6 separate regions of the Mus musculus genome follow, and all the other regions are linked to region 6. Evidence: chromatin contacts called from public HiChIP or PLAC-seq and promoter capture Hi-C data. All regions are on one chromosome and are shown on one strand. Each heading gives the region's core, a stretch centred on a gene start, on an enhancer-like site or on the middle of the called end of the contact. The rest is flanking DNA. Distances are from core to core; before and after follow the strand shown. Region 1 holds the start of Sapcd1 (suppressor APC domain containing 1). Region 2 holds the start of H2-Ab1 (histocompatibility 2, class II antigen A, beta 1). Region 3 holds the start of Ddah2 (dimethylarginine dimethylaminohydrolase 2). Region 4 holds the start of D17H6S53E (DNA segment, Chr 17, human D6S53E). Region 5 holds the start of Hspa1b (heat shock protein 1B). Region 6 holds the start of Prrt1 (proline-rich transmembrane protein 1).

What was found. HiChIP or PLAC-seq counts read pairs in DNA pulled down with a chosen protein or histone mark. Capture Hi-C pulls out chosen DNA fragments and counts their contacts.
Region 1: a FOXA1 HiChIP or PLAC-seq map of pancreatic cancer cells shows a contact between it and region 6. The contact joins the promoter of Sapcd1 here to the promoter of Prrt1 in region 6. A contact is called at or near these places in 4 of 39 promoter capture datasets (cranial neural crest, hippocampal neurons and liver), 3 of 115 datasets of contacts at active chromatin or transcription factors (embryonic stem cells, microglia and pancreatic cancer cells) and 1 of 9 other capture datasets (liver).
Region 2: a contact with region 6 is called in a promoter capture Hi-C map of liver. The contact joins the promoter of H2-Ab1 here to the promoter of Prrt1 in region 6. A contact is called at or near these places in 5 of 39 promoter capture datasets (cranial neural crest, hematopoietic stem and progenitor cells, liver and 2 more), 4 of 484 Hi-C or Micro-C datasets (the N1E-115 cell line, adipose-derived mesenchymal stem cells, embryonic fibroblasts and 1 more), 5 of 115 datasets of contacts at active chromatin or transcription factors (bone marrow-derived dendritic cells, bone marrow-derived macrophages, cardiomyocytes and 2 more) and 2 of 9 other capture datasets (embryonic stem cells and liver).
Region 3: a contact with region 6 is called in an HNF4G HiChIP or PLAC-seq map of pancreatic cancer cells. The contact joins the promoter of Ddah2 here to the promoter of Prrt1 in region 6. A contact is called at or near these places in 3 of 39 promoter capture datasets (the SN4741 cell line, cranial neural crest and second pharyngeal arch cranial neural crest), 1 of 15 datasets of contacts at CTCF or cohesin (the NIH/3T3 cell line), 2 of 484 Hi-C or Micro-C datasets (CD8 T cells and embryonic stem cells) and 2 of 115 datasets of contacts at active chromatin or transcription factors (embryonic midbrain and pancreatic cancer cells).
Region 4: a contact with region 6 is called in an HNF4G HiChIP or PLAC-seq map of pancreatic cancer cells. The contact joins the promoter of D17H6S53E here to the promoter of Prrt1 in region 6. A contact is called at or near these places in 17 of 39 promoter capture datasets (the 3T3-L1 cell line, the HPC-7 cell line, cranial neural crest and 9 more), 4 of 484 Hi-C or Micro-C datasets (cerebral cortex, embryonic stem cells, muscle stem cells and 1 more), 9 of 115 datasets of contacts at active chromatin or transcription factors (embryonic forebrain, embryonic stem cells, extraembryonic endoderm stem cells and 4 more) and 1 of 9 other capture datasets (adipose tissue).
Region 5: a contact with region 6 is called in a FOXA1 HiChIP or PLAC-seq map of pancreatic cancer cells. The contact joins the promoter of Hspa1b here to the promoter of Prrt1 in region 6. A contact is called at or near these places in 6 of 39 promoter capture datasets (the 3T3-L1 cell line, embryonic stem cells, hippocampal neurons and 2 more), 11 of 115 datasets of contacts at active chromatin or transcription factors (T-cell acute lymphoblastic leukemia, bone marrow-derived dendritic cells, bone marrow-derived macrophages and 6 more) and 4 of 9 other capture datasets (adipose tissue, liver, macrophages and 1 more).

The regions. Positions count from the first base shown.
Region 1 is chr17:35,026,120-35,029,320 of GRCm38.p6, forward strand. Sapcd1 (suppressor APC domain containing 1) reads right to left here and starts at 1,897. Exons shown (of 4, transcript NM_023893.4): 1 at 1,678-1,897; 2 at 1,325-1,465; 3 at 575-667; 4 at 1-338. The coding sequence starts at 1,791. The coding sequence ends at 246. It overlaps Msh5 (mutS homolog 5), which reads right to left. Exons shown (of 25, transcript NM_001146215.2): 24 at 3,077-3,150; 25 at 2,486-2,733. The coding sequence ends at 2,622. It overlaps Gm52318 (a long non-coding RNA gene), which reads left to right and starts at 1,429. Exons shown (of 2, transcript XR_003952415.1): 1 at 1,429-1,517. Vwa7 (von Willebrand factor A domain containing 7) reads left to right here. Exons shown (of 17, transcript NM_138582.1): 17 at 1-622.
Region 2 is chr17:34,261,556-34,265,104 of GRCm38.p6, forward strand. It overlaps H2-Ab1 (histocompatibility 2, class II antigen A, beta 1), which reads left to right and starts at 1,672. Exons shown (of 6, transcript NM_207105.3): 1 at 1,672-1,850; 2 at 3,206-3,478. The coding sequence starts at 1,757.
Region 3 is chr17:35,057,748-35,061,011 of GRCm38.p6, forward strand. It overlaps Ddah2 (dimethylarginine dimethylaminohydrolase 2), which reads left to right and starts at 1,288. Exons shown (of 7, transcript NM_001190449.1): 1 at 1,288-1,525; 2 at 2,356-2,714; 3 at 2,856-2,955; 4 at 3,086-3,159; 5 at 3,258-3,264. The coding sequence starts at 2,418. It overlaps Clic1 (chloride intracellular channel 1), which reads left to right. Exons shown (of 6, transcript NM_033444.2): 6 at 583-972. The coding sequence ends at 744.
Region 4 is chr17:35,125,092-35,128,159 of GRCm38.p6, forward strand. It overlaps D17H6S53E (DNA segment, Chr 17, human D6S53E), which reads left to right and starts at 1,311. Exons shown (of 3, transcript NM_033477.2): 1 at 1,311-1,359; 2 at 1,552-1,694; 3 at 1,831-3,068. The coding sequence starts at 2,024. The coding sequence ends at 2,905. Gm20522 (predicted gene 20522) reads right to left here and starts at 1,252. Exons shown (of 3, transcript NR_168268.1): 1 at 1,067-1,252; 2 at 142-224.
Region 5 is chr17:34,957,767-34,960,929 of GRCm38.p6, forward strand. Hspa1b (heat shock protein 1B) reads right to left here and starts at 1,472. Exons shown (of 1, transcript NM_010478.2): 1 at 1-1,472. The coding sequence starts at 1,241.
Region 6 is chr17:34,628,076-34,631,512 of GRCm38.p6, forward strand. It overlaps Prrt1 (proline-rich transmembrane protein 1), which reads left to right and starts at 1,489. Exons shown (of 4, transcript NM_030890.2): 1 at 1,489-1,629; 2 at 2,558-3,096. The coding sequence starts at 1,611. It also overlaps a transcript of Ppt2 not described here.

The DNA of each region.
Region 1 (3,201 bases), core at 647-3,146, 400 kb after region 6:
CAGTGATCACGCCTTCTCACCGGATACACTGGGGAAAGACGGTTGTTGTGCACGATGAAGGGGAGAGCGAGGGCAAGGGGCATGGAGAAGGAGCTGTGGACACTTTGTACCAAGCTGTCTGAATTTCTCAGCCTGGAGCCCCCTGGCTGCTGAGTTAAGATGAAATCGGGGTGGGGAGGGGCAGGAGTATTCTGACTCCAACCCCACCCCTTACTCACCAGTGCAGGGAGGGGAGGGTCTCCTGTCTACACAAGGGTAGGCCCCTTTGGCCCTGGGGGAGCCTGGCTGACCACCTCTCCCGTGGACTGGGTGACTCCTTTCCGATGCTTTGACAACTCCTAAAAGAGAGAGAATCCGCCCTGCCCTGCACCGTCCCCCACCCTGTGGGTTTGTCAGCCAGGGCTCAACCCCTGTCAGTTCACCCATTGCCACCAGAAGTTCTCTTGCCCTGACATTCCCTCCTGGTCCTGGACTGTGTGGGAGTCAGCCAGTGCATATGGACGAGGCTAAATCAGTACGACTCCAAAAGCCCCGTCCGTCCCCGAAGTCTAGAAATTAAAACTAATAAACTCACCTTGTGAATCAGACTGTGCAGACAAGCATTCACCTTTTGAATCCGGGTTAGCAGAGGGGCATCAGTCTCTGAATGCAAGTCCATCAGAAAGTCCTAGGCAGGGTTGGAGGGTGACCGAGTGCTGGAGACAGGTCCTCCTGCCACTTCCTCACCACGGGCCACTCTTCTCATCAGATTCCCTTCTCCCAGAACCCTTCCAGACAGATGGAAAGGCCAGCCCTCTCTCTCCACCTCCATCTTTTTTTTTTTTTGGTTTTTGGAGACAGGGTTTCTCTGTAGCCCTGGCTGTCCTGGAACTCACTCTGTAGACCAGGCTGGCCTCGAACTCAGAAATCTGCCTGCCTCTGCCTCCCAAGTGCCGGGATTAAAGGCGTGGGCCACCACTCCACCTCCATCTCTTAAAATTGCAGTCAGTTCCTTTCAAACTACCTGGAACCCCACCCCCACCCTGGAACCCCACCCCCACTCCTGTTCCTTATGGGTCTTCTCCCCCCCCCCCCCCCCCCGCCCAGTGAGAGACACCCAGGCCACTCTCTGATTCTCTGTGGGGTGCTCAGATGGAGTCCCTCTGAATGGAATGCAGACCACTTCTTCCAGCACAATGAACACTGGTGGCTGTCCTGTCATTTCCAATGCTATTCCAGTTCATGTGCCCTGCCCGTTAACCCTCCCCTTCCCAGAGCAGCCTTTGAGGTCCACGTGCTCCCTGCTTCTCCCTCCCCAGCCCGTGCACAGATGGCTGCCCCCTACCTCGCCAAGGGCCCCCAGCTGCAGCTGCCGTTGCTGGGTCTCCCTCAGCCGGTCTGCGAACCAGGCCTGGCCATGCTCCAGCAGCTCCAGGCCCTGCCACAGAGCATCTTGTTCCCTCTCCAGAGCCTGCATCATCTGCAGCTGGCTTAGAGGAGACACAGGCCAAAACGACTCACTCCCAGCAGGACCCTAGGTATGGCAATCTCCTCTAAAGGGCTCACTATCTGATCACTAAGGATTTGAATAACAAAGGAATACAGAGGGAAAGTCTGTGGGTCCTCAGTTGAGAGGAAATATATGCAGGGTACATCATGGGAGGGGATGTCCCAAGACTGAGTTGGTCTCGCACTCACCCAGAGGAAGAAGTTCTGGGCTCCTGGGTCTTGGCGGCTTGTCCCCAGTGGTAGCAGCAGAACAGTGTAGGGCGCTTGCACCAGGGGTGGCCCACCAGGACCTGGGCTCTCCATGGCTCTAAAGTAGGAAGGGCGGAGCCGGGGCTGGTCCCTCCCCAACCCATCTTCTACCCATCCTGCCTTGTCTTTCAGCCTGTGAGGCCAGGATAATTCTTAAGGCAACAGATAGCTTCCCTTAAACTGTGTGTCAACCTTCATTTTTGTTTTTGTGGTTTTTGTTTTGTATAGTCTGTTGGAAGTAGCTTGTCCTCATTGAGTCCCAAGGACAGAATCTAAATTTATTTAAAGTTTTATTTAGAGTCAGGGTCTCCCTGTGTAGCCTAGCTAGCCTGGAACTCACTATATAGACCAGGCTGGCCTCAAACTCAGAGCTCCACCTGCCTTTGTCTTCCCAGTGGTAGAATTAAAGGTCTGCACCATCGTACCTGCATTTATTTATTTATACCACCATTCCTGACTAAATGTAATTATCTACTTGTTAGTTTATGTGTATGTGTGTGTCCATGAGCTTATGTGTATTCCATGTGTCCCAGAGCCCCTGAGACTAGAAGAGGGTGTAAGATCCCTTGGAACTGGAGTGACACACAGATGTGACCCACCATGTGGTTCTTGGAACCAAAGCCACTTTCTCTGCAAGAGCAGTCAGTGCCTCTAATCACTGAGCATCTGCCCAGCCCAACTGTCACTATATTTGAGTGACTTCCCCCTGTCCCAGCTGATGTCCTGTTGGGTGACCTAAGGAAACACCTTGATCTAAAATAAGCTTTATTCCTAGCACAAGACACAATGTGCAAACTGAGAACTCTGCAGTAAGGGAAAAAAAAAAACCCGAAAAGGCATGGTAGGCCCCGGGGCTCAGGTAGCTGGGAGGCGAGGGAGGACTCTCAGAGGATGGTGGGAGCAGCGGGCAGCACTTCCTGACTAATGAAAATGTCCAGGTCCAGGGTGGGATCCTCCAAGTCCAGTTTTAGAAACGTATCCACCAGTGCCTGGCAGCTGCAGGAGAGACAGAACAGTGTGGCTGCTGGGTCGCCAACTCCCTATGCAGACAGAGGGGAGGGTCTGTGCGGGAAACTGCAGCCTTGGAGAGCCAAGCGTTTCAAAAGCAGCCATGGATACTGAGTTGGTTTTGTTTGTCGTTTTCTGACAAGGTCTTGCTATGTAGCTCAGGCTGGCCTTGAACACCAGGCTTACAGGCACGTGCCCGTGCCACACCTGACTTGGTGAGGAGAAGGAGGAGGAGGAGGAGGAGGAAGAGAGCACGGGGCTGCAGAAAGATGGCTGGGGCCAGGTGAGGGAGAACACAGGAGCTGTGGGGAGCATGGCAGGCCCCACTCACTTTTCCATTTGGTTCCTCCTCAGAAGCTCATTCGTGGCCTTGATGGGTTTCCCACTGCGGATCAAGTCTGAGACCTAGCACAGAGGCACAGGGAGGATGGGGTGAGGACGTTAGGGAAGAGGGGA
Region 2 (3,549 bases), core at 422-2,921, 370 kb before region 6:
GGAAGAAGTGGGTGACTGTCTCGTGTGATACAGTATGGACATGAACCCTGCTGAGGATTCAGTGAAGGCTGGGCTGGGCAGAAGGAGCTGGCAGAAGCCCAAGGCACTGGTTTTCTAATGTGATATCAGCCAATCAGAAAAAGGATTCCTGATGATGCTTCTGTTGCTAGGTGAAAAGCCTGTGTGAAGAGGCCTAGGAGAGCTGGAAATCCCCTGTGTTGCACAGGCTTCTTCTCTTCCCAGCCGAGGACACAGCCTATTAGGTTTCATCTTAGGGAAGGTGTAGAAGAGGCAGAGGCTGCAGATTATTGTGTGGAGGTCTGACGTGGGGGCTGAGGACCCTGAGAGCATCCACTGCCATGGTCCCTGAATGGCCATGTTTGTCTGCTAACCCTTTCCACATCTGAGTTGATGTTTCTCCTGCATGCTCCCTGCCTAGGCTTAGGAGATCTGTGTCTGTCCTGAGCAGAGCTGATGGTGAGAGCCCAGTGCGGTCCCTCTCTGGTTCTCTACATCAGGGTGCCAGTGTGGACCCTGGAATGCTGCAGTTCACCTGCGCTGCTGGAGCCCCCACGGGATGGTCTTGTTACCCAACTCTACGTCTTTCCCTTTTCCTTCATCAACTCTGTTTTCAGGTCCTGACCCCTGTTTAACTAGGATCTAAAATAATAGAGATAGTGTTGTAGTTTCAGGGAAAGAGACTTATTGTTTAGTCATTTGGTATTTGTCAGGTACCATTCCAGCTGATGGACAATTAGACTTAGTAGTGTATACCTGAGGAGAGATGTATTTGAAGCACAAGTTGATGACTCTGTTATTCAGCCTGGCACAGTGTGACAAACCTATGGCTGTCCCTTCCTGAAACTGCTATTTTACACCATTAGCCTTTTGTCCTTGAAATTCCAGGCAGCTGGATCTGGAAGCCCTAAAAGGTTGTGGAGTTTTCCTTAGCTGACATCATGGTTATGGAGGATTTAAACAGCAGAAGAATCCACAAGAGCAACGTTGGGCTGATCAACTTCTGTATTTTCATTGGAATATCGTGAATGTAGAAGACTCCTGCATGGGGAAGGTGCATGAGCCAGCAGGGCTGAGACACACATTAACCTGACATTTCCAACATGTACACAGGACAGCTCAATGCTTTCCATTATTAACCACATCACACTGCTCTTCCATGTGAGCTTATCAAAACCTAGAATACAGTTCAGGGAACATGGCTTGCATTTTACAAAGAGAATTCCAGGATTGGAAAGAGGCTCAGCGACTCCCCAAGAACTCTGCTTTCTCACCTGAGGCACCCCAGAGGGTCAGATGTAACAAAACATGATTTCTCTGTCTCTTAATACATGTCACACTCATTTCTCCCACTACAACCTCAAGTGTAAGAACAGTAGATTTGAAATAATTATCCCAAAGTTGTCTATACTTCACGCACTTTTCTCTTTAAACCCCCAAACACAGGCAGTCTGCAGTTTAGAAAAGTTTACTCTGTAACTGAGAGGAGCAGTCACCTCAAACGTTCATCCAGTGGGGCTCATGAAGAAACAGACCATGCCGCGCATAGAGAGCCTTTGTAAACAAAGTCTACCCAGAGACAGATGACAGACTTCAGCTCCAATGCTGATTGGTTCCTCACTTGGGACCAACCCTGACACTCTGGGATTTCAGATCACTCCAGGCTACAGAACTTTGCTTTCTGAAGGGGGCACAGCAGGTGTGAGTCCTGGTGACTGCCATTACCTGTGCCTTAGAGATGGCTCTGCAGATCCCCAGCCTCCTCCTCTCGGCTGCTGTGGTGGTGCTGATGGTGCTGAGCAGCCCAGGGACTGAGGGCGGAGACTCCGAAAGTAAGTGCCGGGGGCAGGGCTCTCCAGAGCCAGCACTCTGGGGGTCGTGTTCTGAGGGACCCTGGGGACTCTGGGATGTGGGAGGGGGTGGCAAAATCCTGATTTTACTATAGATTTCCTTTCTCTGAAGAGAGAGTGAGACTCCATTCTCACTTCTGTGTTCTAATATTGAGTTAGGATGGTGCCGCCGCCGGTGCGAGCCTGACATATAAACGGAGGAGGAGGAGGAGGCGGCAGAATTTAAATCGACCACCAAAGATAAGGGTTGTGCATGGGGAGACAGCAGGGCTTACAATACCAGTGCCCCCACCCACTCCCCCGTACAGGGCTTACAATACCAGTGCCCCCCACCCCCACCCCGTACATTGTCTGGAGGAAATGCCAGATTCTGAAGTGGGGAAACAGATCAGCGATGGTCTGTGGTCCCGATGTTTGCGGACAACTCCTCATGTGGAGTGGAGGTTTAAGAGAGCGAACTCTAGGCGTCTAACTCAGAGAGAAGCCAGTGACCAAGAAACCTAATTTTTTTGGTCAAATGGAATCCAGAACTCAAACACTGAGTTAGTAAATTGAATTTCCAAGAAAACACTAGGCCCAGAAGGGACATATGTGATACATACCCTGGGGTGAGCGGAGGTGTCCTAGTTCGTTCGGAGACCAGAGAGTAAATAAAGCCCCAGTCCCCTAAGCCATAGAGGTGTCTTCAGTCTCGCAGTTACCCTTAAGATGCCTGGAGTGACCGTGCAAGCAGGCAGTTCTCAGAGGTTGCCTGGATTCCCATTTGTTGGTTTTGTAGTCGGGGCTCTCCTGAGAACGAGTGCCCCCTAGGGGGTCAGGGCCTTTTGCACACAGGAGAGAGTCCCACAGGGTGGGGGTGGGGTAGCAGAAACTGGCAAATATTTTATTTATTTTTTGTATCCTAGTTTTATTAGTTCGCTGAGAATTTCGTACAGTTTTGGTCATATTTACTCCCTCTTCCAACTCTACCCAGGCCCATCCCCCCCCCTCTACCACCCAACTTTTGGTGTCCCTTAGTTTTATTATTATTTTTTTTTTCAAATGTACCAAGTACCGTTTGCGTTTCCTGAGGCGTATTCTTGTGAGGACGAGCCCGGTCGCCCCATCCCTCCCTTCCTCTTCCTTACCCCGGGTCGAACCGTCGCCCGGTGCTCCGCCGAAGCGGGGTCCTCACGGGCGGGGGCGGCGAAGAGACTGCCCGGCCCGAGGCCCCGAGGCCCGACGGTCCCCAGAGAGCGGTCGCCCCACGCGGGAAGCGCCGGCGCGGGGTGGGGCCGCGGGGAGCCGTGGTCTGCGTGGTCCCCGCTGTCCCCCGGGCTGACCGCGTCCGTCCGCAGGGCATTTCGTGTACCAGTTCATGGGCGAGTGCTACTTCACCAACGGGACGCAGCGCATACGATATGTGACCAGATACATCTACAACCGGGAGGAGTACGTGCGCTACGACAGCGACGTGGGCGAGCACCGCGCGGTGACCGAGCTGGGGCGGCCAGACGCCGAGTACTGGAACAGCCAGCCGGAGATCCTGGAGCGAACGCGGGCCGAGCTGGACACGGTGTGCAGACACAACTACGAGGGGCCGGAGACCCACACCTCCCTGCGGCGGCTTGGTGAGCGCGGCGGGTCCCGCGGGAGCGCGGCGGGCCGTGAGGGGACGCGGAGCAGAGTTCCCGCCTGAGGA
Region 3 (3,264 bases), core at 38-2,537, 430 kb after region 6:
CATGTTCAGTTGCCAGCACCCACATGGCACCTAACAGCATCTGTAACTCAGACCAGAGGATCTGATGCACAGTCATACAAATAAACAAACGCCCATCCTCATAAAATAAAAATAAGTCTAGCCAGCATGGTGGTGCACGCCTTTAATCCCAGCCCTTAGGAGGTAGAGATGGGTGCATTCCAGAGTTTGAGACCAGCCTGGTCTACAGAGCAAGTTCCAGGACAGCCAGGGCTACACAGAGAAACCCTGTCTTGAAAAGCCTAAATAAATAACATCTAAAAGTACAATTTTTAAAGACTCTAGGCACAGGGTACATGTCTGTAATACCATTCCAGAGATCATCCAGCCTGCGTGACACAGAGAGACCCTATCTCAAAAGAACGGCAGCAAAAAAGCTTGTAAGAATCGAAGTTCATTGGTCTGGCATCCTGGACAGGGCTCGGTTTTTTGTTTGTTTTGTTTTGTTTTTTGTTTTTGTTTTTTACCTGGCAGACCCTAAAGGAAGAGAAAGTTCAACAGCTTCAAAGCAAAGCAAGCATGCCTTCCCTGGGGCTAACACACTGACCTCTCTCTAACCTTTAGGTGGTGTGCAAAAAGTACAGAGGCTTCACCATCCCAGAGGCATTCCGTGGAGTGCATCGGTACTTGAGCAACGCTTATGCCCGGGAAGAATTTGCCTCCACCTGTCCAGATGATGAAGAGATAGAGCTAGCCTATGAGCAAGTGGCCAGGGCTCTCAAATGAGCACTTTTTAAAGGGTCCTTCACCCACTCTGTGCTCTCCACAGAGGCTTCGGGGGGCTTCCACGTTGCTGCATAATGGACACACTCCGAAATTGCCAGTGGGCAGGAAATCCGGGGCACTTGTGGGGTGGGGCTGTGGGATAAGGCAAAGGATAGTGGACAAGGGTAAGATTTTTATTTTGGGATGGGGTGGGTAGGACAACGCATTTCAGTAATAAAATACAGAATGGAAAAAAATCTAGTGTTGTTTTTACACAAAGACGGCTTAAAGTGTAGTGGGCTCCAAATGAAGAGAAGGGTCAGTGATCTTTTAAGCTCAGTGTAACTGCTGGGAATTTGGGAGGGGAGTGTTTGTACAGGGGCTGCCATGTTTTGTATCTGTCCATAAGAGGGCTGTTTCGTGGTCCACATCGCGATTGTAACCCCACAGCCAGGGCTAGCAGGATCAGGGTGGGCCTGGACACTGCTCTGGGGGCGGTGCCTGAGTTCAGGGAAGGGGGGCACTCAGCCCTGGAGGAATGGGCGCGGCCTAGCAGGGCGGAATGGGCGTGGTCTTAGAAGGTCCCGCCCCGTCCCGCTTAGACAATGCCCCGGAGCCGCCAGACCATCGCGCCCCCGCCCCATCGTCGTACGTGAGCTCGCCTACCCTGGGAACCCCTCAAAAGCCCGAGCTATCCGTCTCTCCAGCTTGAGGACTCAGACTCCCATCTTCATTAACTCTCTCCTCTGGGGGTGGGGCCAAGGCTGAAATCACAAGGCTGCAGGAGTGGAGGTGGCCGCTGGTGAGTCTGAAGAGGGGGCTGTCTCCGAAACGGTATGGGGAGACTGGAGTTTGGGGGTGCTGCATACGTCCCTGCACCGGACGGAGTGTGCGAATAACCTGCACTTGGGCGAAGAGCTGGGCGGGGTAGACTTTAGAAGATGGACAGGGGTACGGAGTTCTGAAGCCTGGAGTGGCTCCACGCCGCGCCCCTCCCCCGTTTCTCCGCCCTCCAGATTTCGTTTAAGACCTCTCCCAGTCCTCCGGGACTAAGTCTGGTTTGTACTGGGTCGCTCGAAGGGCAGCGTGACGACCCGGGGTGGAGAGAGAGGATGCTTAACTCCTTAGATTCTAGTTCCTCGGGTTTGCGCCCGTTTCCCTTTCTCCTTCGAGCATACGGGACTTCACACCCCAGGTCCTGATTCACCACCCAGTTTTCTTTTCCAGTCCTATAACCTCTGCGGGTCCCTGGCAGGACTTTGGGTCCCTCCTGCTGCGAGCAGCTGAGGGTTAAGGGGGCGGGGCCGCCGCATTTTTGGGGAGTGAGCGCATCCTAGCGGCTGCCAGGAGGGGCGCGGGGCAGGGACCTAGCGGAGCCCCGAGCAGGGGCAACAGGTGTTTGGGAGATTAAGGATCCAAGTCTTGTTCCCTTGGGCGCCTCTTAAAGCAGATCCCCGGTGAAAGGAGGCTGAGCGGGGTCCACAGAGCCAGAAGGTTTGGAGGGGGTGGGGCAGAGTGGGAGGGGCGCCTGGAGATGGCAGGAGGAAGACCTAGGAGCTTTTAACACTCACCCCTTCTCTTCTTTGCATGTCTTTCTCTTCTACCCCCACCCCTTTCTGTTTCTTCTCTTAGACCAGTGAAGTCAAGAGAAAAAACAAAACAGCTTGGCTGGAAGGGGCTTCGGTGTGGATGTGATGGGGACGCCGGGGGAGGGGCTGGGTCGTTGTTCCCATGCCCTGATCCGGGGTGTCCCCGAGAGCTTGGCATCCGGGGAAGGTGCTGGCGCTGGTCTTCCGGCTCTGGACCTGGCTAAAGCTCAAAGGGAGCATGGAGTACTAGGAGGTAAACTGAGGCAACGACTAGGGCTGCAGCTGCTTGAACTGCCTCCTGAGGAGTCACTGCCGCTGGGACCACTGCTTGGTGACACGGCTGTGATCCAAGGAGACACGGCCCTAATCACAAGGCCCTGGAGCCCAGCACGTAGGCCTGAGGTGAGGACCCGGGTGCGGGTGTGTTGGAGAACAGGATTGCGCGGGGTGGGGTGGAAGAAGGTCGAGGGGAGGAGGCTGGATGTCTGGGATTGGCAGAAAATAGGGAGTGAGGATGTCTCTGCCTGCTCTCTCTTCTCCAAGGTTGATGGAGTGCGTAAAGCCCTCCAGGACTTGGGACTCCGAATTGTGGAGATGGGGGATGAGAATGCGACGCTGGACGGCACCGACGTCCTCTTCACCGGTGAGGCAACGGATGGTCAGCACCTATGTGGGCTTGGCAAGGGAAGCAGAGTTTGGGAGACTAGGAGATCTCAGGTCTTGACTCCAAACTCACTCTGGCCTTCAAACCTTCGCATCCTCCCGGGATTCAGGCCGGGAGTTTTTCGTAGGCCTCTCCAAGTGGACCAATCATCGAGGAGCTGAGATCGTGGCAGACACGTTCCGGGTGAGGAACCAGAGAAGTTTGGAGAATGAGTGCGGCCAATATGCCAGAGGGCTTGACCTGTGCTCCTTACGCACCCCTAAATCCTCCTGCTCTTCTAGGACTTCG
Region 4 (3,068 bases), core at 61-2,560, 500 kb after region 6:
GCATAGCTTGGTTAGAGCACCTGCCTAACACTGGGAAGACCCTGGGTGGGGCCCCTCTCCAAGACAAGATGCATCCAAAAGATGCTGCTGACATTGGGAGAAAAGCCAAAGATACTTTGCTCTGCTCTGCCTGATACAAACCTTGAACTTGAGGAAGCCAGCTGTGATGAAGTGTAATACCTTGTGGTAGGGAAGTTAAAAGTCCCCAGAGAGGAAGTAGAGTCCTGCAGGATTGGCCAATACAACTAATGTCATCCAACCTGTGTGACATTCTAGCTGTGACCAGAGCTCTGACCTCCCAGATAAAAAGTTCAAGATGAACTTTTTTTCTTTTTGTTTTTTGAGACACAGTCTCTCACTATGTGTAGACCAGGCTGGCATCAAACTCAGCTAAAACTGGTTCTGGAGTGCTACATGGGGCTTAACCTAGGGCTTCATACCTGCTTACTGAGTTAGGATTCCAAGGCTTAAGGCAGTCCTAAGAGATCATTTCACTCCCTGAAAACCAGGCAATATGCTTTTCTACACTTCTCTTACGTACTTGGCACCCCCAATCCCTTGAGATGCTTATACAGAGTGCTAGGAACATGAAAGCTTTCAAATCCCAGTCTGGAAGGCCAAAGGGCGGCTGCTTAAATCACGTGGCTCCTGTTATTTACCTTTCTGGACCAGCATTACAAGATATCTCAGGTGAGAAATGGAGGAATGGCGGGGGTTGTGAGAAAGAACCACAGAGAGGCTGGAATCGTCACACAGGGAAGCAGTGGCAAGAGGATCGACTCAAAGGCAGTCTGGGCAACATATGTCCAAGCCTTTCCTGAGCTATATATATCCTGAGCTATATATATATATATATATATATATATGGATCTAAGCTACATATATAGGGGACCTGTCCTTAAAAACAAAGCTGGGCAGTGGTGCAGCGTGCCTTTAATCAAGGAGACAAGAGGCGGGCAGATCTCTTTTGAGTTCAAGGCCAGTCTGGTCTACCGAGCTAATTCAAGATAGCTAAAGTTACATTGAAAAACAAAACAAAAAAATCCCAAACTAAGGGCTAGAATACCTAACCAGTGTCAGCGGCGGGAAGGTCTGGGAGGTGAGCAGCCGAACCCGGGTTCGTGCTCAGGGTCTGGTCTTAGGTGGTCCTCTCTCTACGCCTGCGCTAGTGAATCGCGGGGGCTTCGGAGGAGGTCGCTCTGTCGAGTCCGCCTCACGGGTTGCGGAGCTCCGCCCCCGCTGGTCCCTCCCGACCCGGTACAGCTGCTTCCGGGCTCGCACGGCTCCCGGAGGCCGCTCCCCGGACGCTGGGCCCCACAGCTACTCGCTGCGCGAGCACCCAGACGCCTGGGTCCCCAGGTAGGCCTGTACTGTGTCTTGCGTCTGCGATCTCCAAGGACATCTCTGTTCTGACCTTGCGGAGGCCGCGTCTCAGCTGCGCCCTCGCGGGACAGTAGGGCCACTTTTTGGAATGATAGCTTCCTAAGTTAAGGGATGCACTTAACTGACTGGAGTTCGCTAGACACTTCCATCCCGTCTTCCTCTCAACAGAGACTTCCTGTTCCTTGAGCTCCCTTGGGCAGCGATTTGAAGGTTCCTCAGTTTCAGGACCGAAGGACCCTGGGCCACCACCTTCTTTCCTTCAATGGAACACCACCTCTCCCCTTTCTGGGGCACCTTGGGATGTGGTCTTGGTGAGTGAAACTTGGGGTGCTGACTGCTGGGAAGGAAATCTGAAAGCACAGAACATTGTGGGGGTGACCCTGGCCTTATCGGGCTCTAGAAGTCTTGTTAGTGTGTGGGGTGGCAAATGGATTTCTTTTCCCTTAGACTGACACGGAAGCAGGCCATTTACCACACTTGGGGCTGTGTGAGTCCTTTCTGAATTCAGAGTAGGACAATATCACCAAGCAGACACCTCTTCTGAACCGGAACTGATTCTGGCTTCGGAGGAGATCCTGAGAATCTTACGCAGAGTCAGGAAGTGGTCACAGATTTGGGAAGCGCATTGCACAGCTCAGTCATGTTCCTTCGACGGCTTGGTGGCTGGCTACCTCGACCTTGGGGTCGAAAGAAATCAACAAAGGCTGATTTGCCTGCCCCAGAACCCAGATGGGTGGACAGCTCCCCGGAGAATTCGGGGAGTGACTGGGACAGTGCTCCAGAGACCATGGGAGATGTGGGGCCCCTTAAGACCAAGGATTCAGGAACACGGAGACCCCCCGGGGCTGCTCCAGAGTCTAGCAGGGACCTCAAAGTGGATCAACTGGGGAGCAAAAGAATGGATTCCCTCAAGCGGGACAAGACTGCCTCTACCATTCAAGAGCCTGCAAGACTGGAGTCTGGAGGGGCCATTCCCAAACTAGACTGGGATCCTGTGGATTCAGGTGGCGTGAAGAACCTTGGAGTGTCCGCTCAAGGGAGACTAGGCACCATTGGGCCAGAAGCCCTGTTGGAGAAACCTGGTCGCCGTCAGAAGCTGCTGCGTTGGTTACGGGGGGAACCAGGGGCTCCTTCACATTACCTGCAGGACCCAGAGGAGTACCTGCAGATCTCTACCAACTTGACCCTGCACCTGCTGGAGCTGCTTGCCACAGCCCTGCTGGCTCTGTGCTCCAGGCCACTCCGAGCCATCTTGGATGCTTTGGGCCTTCGAGGACCTGTGGGCCTCTGGCTTCATGGGCTGCTATGTTTCCTGGCCGCCCTACATGGGCTCCACGCTGTGCTGAGCTTACTTACTGCCCACCCCCTGCATTTTGCCTGCCTCTTTGGCTTGTTGCAGGCCCTGGTGCTGGCTGTCAGCCTCCGGGAACCTGTTGAAGATGAGGAGACCGCTGATTGGGAGAGTGAGGGGCAGGAGAGGGAGGCCAAGGAGCAGAGGGAAGGTCCCGGAAGGATGTTGTGACTGGGAGAGGGTGGGAGCAAAGGGTAAAGATAGTGGGGTGGCCTTTAGGAGGAAGGTGGGGAAACCCAGATTGTAAGCACAGAGACCTCAGGGATGGGGAGGAAACTCAGGCACAGGAGCTCCTGTCACACTTGACAGACAGGGCTGGCTAGGATGGCCAGTA
Region 5 (3,163 bases), core at 222-2,721, 330 kb after region 6:
ATGAGCGCCGTCATCACGCCGCCCGCAGTCTCCAGGCCCAGCGACAGCGGCGCCACGTCCAGCAGCAGCAGGTCCTGCACGTTCTCCGACTTGTCCCCCATCAGGATGGCCGCCTGCACCGCCGCCCCGTAGGCCACCGCCTCGTCCGGGTTGATGCTCTTGTTCAGGTCGCGCCCGTTGAAGAAGTCCTGCAGCAGCTTCTGCACCTTGGGGATGCGCGTCGAGCCGCCCACCAGCACCAGGTCGTGGATCTGCGCCTTGTCCATCTTGGCGTCGCGCAGGGCCTTCTCCACGGGCTCCAGCGTGCCGCGGAACAGGTCCGAGCACAGCTCTTCGAACCGCGCCCGCGTGATGGATGTGTAGAAGTCGATGCCCTCGAACAGAGAGTCGATCTCCAGGCTGGCCTGGGTGCTGGACGACAGCGTCCTCTTGGCCCTCTCACACGCCGTGCGCAGCCGCCGCACCGCGCGCTTGTTCTGGCTGATGTCCTTCTTGTGCTTCCTCTTGAACTCCTCCACGAAGTGGCTCACCAGCCGGTTGTCGAAGTCCTCCCCTCCCAGGTGCGTGTCGCCCGCCGTGGCCTTCACCTCGAAGATGCCGTCGTCGATCGTCAGGATGGACACGTCGAACGTGCCGCCCCCCAGGTCGAAGATGAGCACGTTGCGCTCGCCCTTGCCGGTCCGGTCCAGCCCGTAGGCGATGGCGGCCGCCGTGGGCTCGTTGATGATCCGCAGCACGTTTAGACCGGCGATCACGCCCGCGTCCTTGGTGGCCTGCCGCTGAGAGTCGTTGAAGTAGGCGGGCACCGTGATCACCGCGTTGGTCACCGGGTGGCCCAGGTACGCCTCAGCGATCTCCTTCATCTTCGTCAGCACCATGGACGAGATCTCCTCCGGGAAGAACGACCGGCTCTCGCCCTTGTAGTTCACCTGCACCTTGGGCTTGTCGCCGTCGTTCACCACCTGGAAGGGCCAGTGCTTCATGTCGGACTGCACCACCGCATCGCCGAACTTGCGGCCGATCAGCCGCTTCGCGTCGAACACGGTGTTCTGCGGGTTCAGCGCCACCTGGTTCTTGGCGGCGTCCCCGATGAGGCGCTCGGTGTCGGTGAAGGCCACGTAGCTGGGGGTCGTGCGGTTGCCCTGGTCGTTGGCGATGATCTCCACCTTGCCGTGCTGGAACACGCCCACGCACGAGTAGGTGGTGCCCAGGTCGATGCCGATCGCCGTGTTCTTGGCCATGGCGCCGCGCTCTGCTTCTGGAAGGCTGCGCTCCGCGGCGTGGATGCTCCGGGGAAAGTTGCGCTCCGCGGCAGGGATGCTCCTGGGAAGGTTGCGCTCCGCGGCGTGGATGCTCTGGGGAAGGCTGGTCCTGGCCGAGGATCGGGAACGCGCCGCTCGCTCTGCTTCTCTTGTCTTCGCTTGTCTCTGGATGGAACCAGATTTGATTCTGAGTAGCTGTCAGCGTCTGGTGCCCTGCTCGCCGCCCTGCGCCTTTAAGGAGTCTTCACCGGCCCCGCCCACTCTCCGCTGGGCCAATCAGCGAGCCGGAGGAGGCCTTGGGGCCAGGAATCTTCCAGCAGTTTCGCGTCTGGTGGAGCTTCCCCGCCTCCCTTGAGTAATCGGAGTTGTGGGTTCCGCCCTTGTCCAGAACTCTCCAGAGGTTTCTGGGGTTCGCTAGAGAGTACGGATTCCTGAGGGGGAGGGTGTGGGGAAGTGCTGGTGCTGCTATTGACACTGTTGCGGAGGCGACGCAACTTCGGGGTCCCTGTGGGTGAAGCTGTTAAGGGTCAGCTCCTGAAGGTGCTGGGTGGTGAGAGTGTGGGACTCAGACCAGGGAGGGAGTTTAAAGTGTACAAATCCTTCCTACAGGATGGCGGACGCAGAAAGTTTCTCAAGAGAGGCGGGATAAGGCTTGGCTAAAAAGTCTGTGATTGGGTCCTGGTTTGAGTGACAGCGTTGGGCAGGGGCGCCTGTGGAATGCTTGCTTGTCCATGTCTCCCCCTCCCTCTTCATTTTAGGTTTGAATAGGGAAATAGAAGAGATCTTGCAGTATAGTTCATTTGTTTTGCTGTCTTTACATCACGGTTAAGGTAGGAGTAGGCGGTACATCGCCTATGGAGTTCTCACAATTTTATAAGGAAATCAGCGTGAAAATACTTGATTCTCATGTTAGGAGGACCTGTGACTCAAAAGAGGAAAAAGGAAAGTGTCCCAGGACCCGGAGAGCAGGGCTTAATCGACCGTGCCAGGCTGTAGCCACTCCCTTTGCCTCAGGCTGCAGCCTGACATTAGTAAGAAAAAACTTTCCATAGACGGTGAGGCAGAAGGACTGTAGAGAGTCCAAGACCAGCCTCCGTTATAGAGGAACCCTATCTCAAAAGATTAAATAAAAATTGCTCTTTGCCAAGCACCACTGTAGGGTCTGTGCTCTGCTGTAGTAAGGTCAGGTTAATCAACAGTTCGTTGGTTCTTCTGTCTGTGTCTGCCGTCTCTGTCTGTTCACCTCTTTTAGAAGAGATGGCGTGCCCTATCCTCTGATAGCATCTTGCCTCACAGTGCCCTGCGAACTTTCCGGTGAGATCCTAAGCCTGGGTGTTGGGGCCCGCCTACTAATTCACCCTATTAGCTTTTTGTCCTAAACATCACTTTCTATGCCTGGTCTACCCTCTCCCTTTTAATTATAAGTACATTTAGCTGTCAGTGATGTCCCCTTTTCTCCTTCTCTGCCCCTCCTTTCTCCTCCTGTGTAGGAATTAAAGACCCCCTAGTCAGATGCCTTGAAACCACAGTATGAGGTTACTGGGTATGGTGGCCCACCTCTGTAATCCTCATGCTTTGGAGGGGCGGGCAGGAGGATGAAGAGTTTGAGGCTAGCCTTAGCTACATTAGAGCCTCTCTTTCAGAAAAAAAAAAAAAAAAAAAAAAAACAACGTAGATAACACCCATAGCAGAGAGAGACTGTTAATTGTCACATACACACATCTTTTTCATATTAAACTTTTTTTTCTTTTATTTTGAAATAGGGTCTTACATAGCCCAGGCTGGCCTTGAACTTACTGTGTAGCCAAAGCTGATCTTAAACTCTTGCTCCTCTAGCCTTGACTCCTAAGTGCTGGAATTCCAGACAAGCACTACAAACTACACACACAGGTCTCTGAGTG
Region 6 (3,437 bases), core at 239-2,738:
ACCTTATATGGGCGTGGGGCCCCGTGGGCTTCAAGGACTCACCACAGGATTTCCACCAGTCTTTCAATCCTGAGCGACCCCGACAAACTGCTCCTCAGATCCCTGCGGGCTGCTGGCGACACAAACCCTGCCAGTGCAGGCAGACTTCCTCCCCGCTGCGGGCGCTGGCACCACTCGGCCTACCCGTGACCCCTACGGCGCGCCGGAGTGCCAGGGAATAGCCTTTATCCGTCAGTGCTTTTACTTAGCAATTAAATAAGTTTGCAGGGTTTCTGAGCTTCAAGGCCTGTACTCAGGGACTTTGTTTAATCTGAACTTAATAAAACCAGAAGCGTGTATTGAAGATGGTGTGGGAGGGATGGGTCCAAGGTTCCCTCTGATCCATGCACGGTTGAAAAACCAGAACCACCGGTATGAGGCCGTGGGTAAAAATTTCTCAGACCTGGAACGGGCTCAAGCCAGGGCTTTGGAGACTGCTCTCCAGGACGCCACCAGAGGGGCTTTGTCCTAGAGCAACTGTCTCTGGAGAGAGTTGGAAAATCCTAAAGGGGTGTTTCTGATTCTCCTGCTAGGTTTCTGCAAAAAAGGCTCAACTGGTGTAACCTCTGTAGAGGGCCTATCCTTACCCCACCTCCCCACCCACGCCCTTACAAGACACAAAAAGCAAATAAAAAGAGTGGAAGTCACCGCTGTGTCTTGGGTTGACTCCGGGGGTGGATCTGCGTCTTGGGGCAGGAGGAGGGGGGAGAGAGGGAGTGCTTTAAGGAGAGGTTGTGACTGCTGACTGGACCAAGAACTCTTCAGCCCCCAACAAGCACGCTTTTCCAAACCTGCCTGTCACAAACAAGCAATTAGAGCTTGCTTCCCTCTGATGAAGCATTTCAGCTTCTTATAACCCTAGAGAAAGAAGGTACCTGTGTACCCCCACAGGCGCTTTCTTTTTCTCCTTTTCTTTAGCCACAGTCAGCATCTTACCTCTATTGTCAGGCTGTATATGGGGGAGGGGGGGTCTGAACCTCTTGGTTCCACTCTTTGTACAGTTCTGTCTCACACCTGGAGAAACCTAGAACTATCTTGCAGGATGTTCTGAGGGAAACTGAGGGAGCAACCCCATGGATGAGCAGGGACTGCTTGAACGGGGTCTGGAGATAAGTGTGGTAAATCCATTGAGCTGGCTTCTTCTCACAATATAATCACTACAGCGAGTCTTTGCGGGAGAGGCTCTAGAGATTTCTCCCTCCCTCCCTCCTTCTCTTAGTCCCACCCGCCTTGCCTGGTCTTGCCTCCCGGTTTCCATGACAACTCCAAGGGAGCTAAACTGGGGGCTTGACTGCCAGGGTGAGAGGAGGAAAGAGGTGGTCCAGAAGCAGAGAGAAACCGAGTTTTTCGGGGGGAGACTTCTGAAGCTCTCCCCCATCCCTGCCTCGGTCCCTTTAAGCTCCCCCCCAGCCACCCCCCCCCCCCAACACACACTGTCTTCATCTCTCCATTTCCGCGCTGCTGCTGCTACCGCCGCTGCGCCATCCCGGACTGAGACACTAAGACTCCTGCGCCAGCAGTCAGGGGGCCCTGACTCCAGCTTCAGAGACCCTGTCCCAACGATTGCAAACATGTCGTCAGAAAAGTCAGGTAAAAAAAAAACTATATATATATATATCCCTCCCCCAACCCCCTCTGTCATCTCCTACCTAACCTCCACTTGCCCTAATCCCCTTCTTTGACCCCCTCTGGGATGTTGTGTGGCTCAGTTCCATTCCTTCTCTCCATGCATACCCCACCCCCTCCCCTTTCTATATCCCATCCTTCTCTTCCTTCGGGTCAGTCTGCCTCTGTCCCTTGGTCCCTTGTCAACAACATGGGGGGGGGGTGCAGTTTTGAAATGGAAAGGGAGGCAGAGCCAGGTTCTGCAGGGACATCATCCCTGGGAGTGACAGATGGACAGTCACCGGTTCAGTGGCATGGAGACACCCAGTGGAAAAATAACGGAGACTTAATCAGACTGGGTTGTTGGGAAAGTAATATCTAGAAGACAATTTTTTTTCTTCTTTGAGATGAGATTCCCCTCTGTAGCCCAGGCTGGTCTTGAACTTCCCAGTTCTTCACCCTTCCCCGGCTGCTTCACAAGTACAAGGATTACAGGCATGAACCACTATGCCTAGTCCCAGAAGCTTTGTCATGGACCTTAACGGAGGCCCATGAGATTCCCAGGTAACTCCACCTGAAGCAAAGTGGAAATGTTAAACTGAGCGTGCATGACCCCTGTGACACGACCACATGTGCAGGAAGAGGGGACAGCTGGCTCAGAGACAACCCTGAATGAGGGTTGTGGTTGACAGCAGCGGAGCCTGGGAGGAGCTGTGACAGTTGTGACGGCAAAACTAGATTGGGGCCAGGTGGCCTACATACAACCCCTTCCCTGACCCCAAAATGGGAGATGTCGTCTCGGCTGTATCTCCCTCGCTCTTTCTCCATCTCTTGCTGTCTCATGTCTCTTACCCTTCTGATCTCTGCTGTCTTCTCTCTCCCCTTATCCTCTCCTCGGCTTTTCCATGGCCAGGCCTTCCAGACTCGGTTCCCCACACTTCACCGCCGCCCTACAATGCCCCCCAGCCACCGGCCGAGCCCCCCATCCCGCCCCCACAAACGGCCCCATCCTCACATCACCACCACCACCACCATTACCACCAGTCTGGCACCGCCACCCTCCCGCGCTTAGGAGCAGGTGGCCTGGCCTCTGCTGCGGCCAGTGCTCAACGCGGTCCTTCGTCTTCCGCCACGCTACCGCGGCCCCCCCACCATGCCCCGCCCGGCCCCGCCGCTGGGGCTCCCCCACCCGGCTGTGCTACCTTACCCCGCATGCCACCCGACCCTTATCTGCAGGAGACTCGCTTCGAGGGTCCACTTCCCCCACCACCGCCTGCGGCCGCCGCCCCGCCCCCACCAGCGCCTGCCCCGACGGCCCAAGCCCCGGGCTTCGTGGTTCCCACGCACGCGGGGGCGGTGGGCACGTTGCCGCTGGGGGGCTACGTGGCGCCGGGCTACCCGCTGCAGCTGCAGCCGTGCACTGCTTATGTCCCTGTGTATCCGGTGGGCACGGTGAGTGTGGGGCTGATAAGATCTAGGAGGACAGGGAGGCAGGTGCAACAGGGACACGCGGGAAGCTGGGAGAGAGTGAAACAGAACCAGATCGACCGCCAGCCGTTCTGGTAACAACCCCTAGTCAGAAGAGTAGAAAGAGAAGAGACAGTGGATAGGAAGGTGGTGGACCTGGGGCGAGGGGTGGGGAGAGTGAGGGGGCAGGTTGTCAAAGGTCAAGGTTTGGGAGGTGGTTCAGAAGGCAAGAGGAGGTCTGACTTGACTTGGAGGGAGAGGAAGAAATGGATCCTGGGAAGCCAGGGGTAGAAGGGGGCAGAAGCCTGAGCCTGGAAATGCTAACG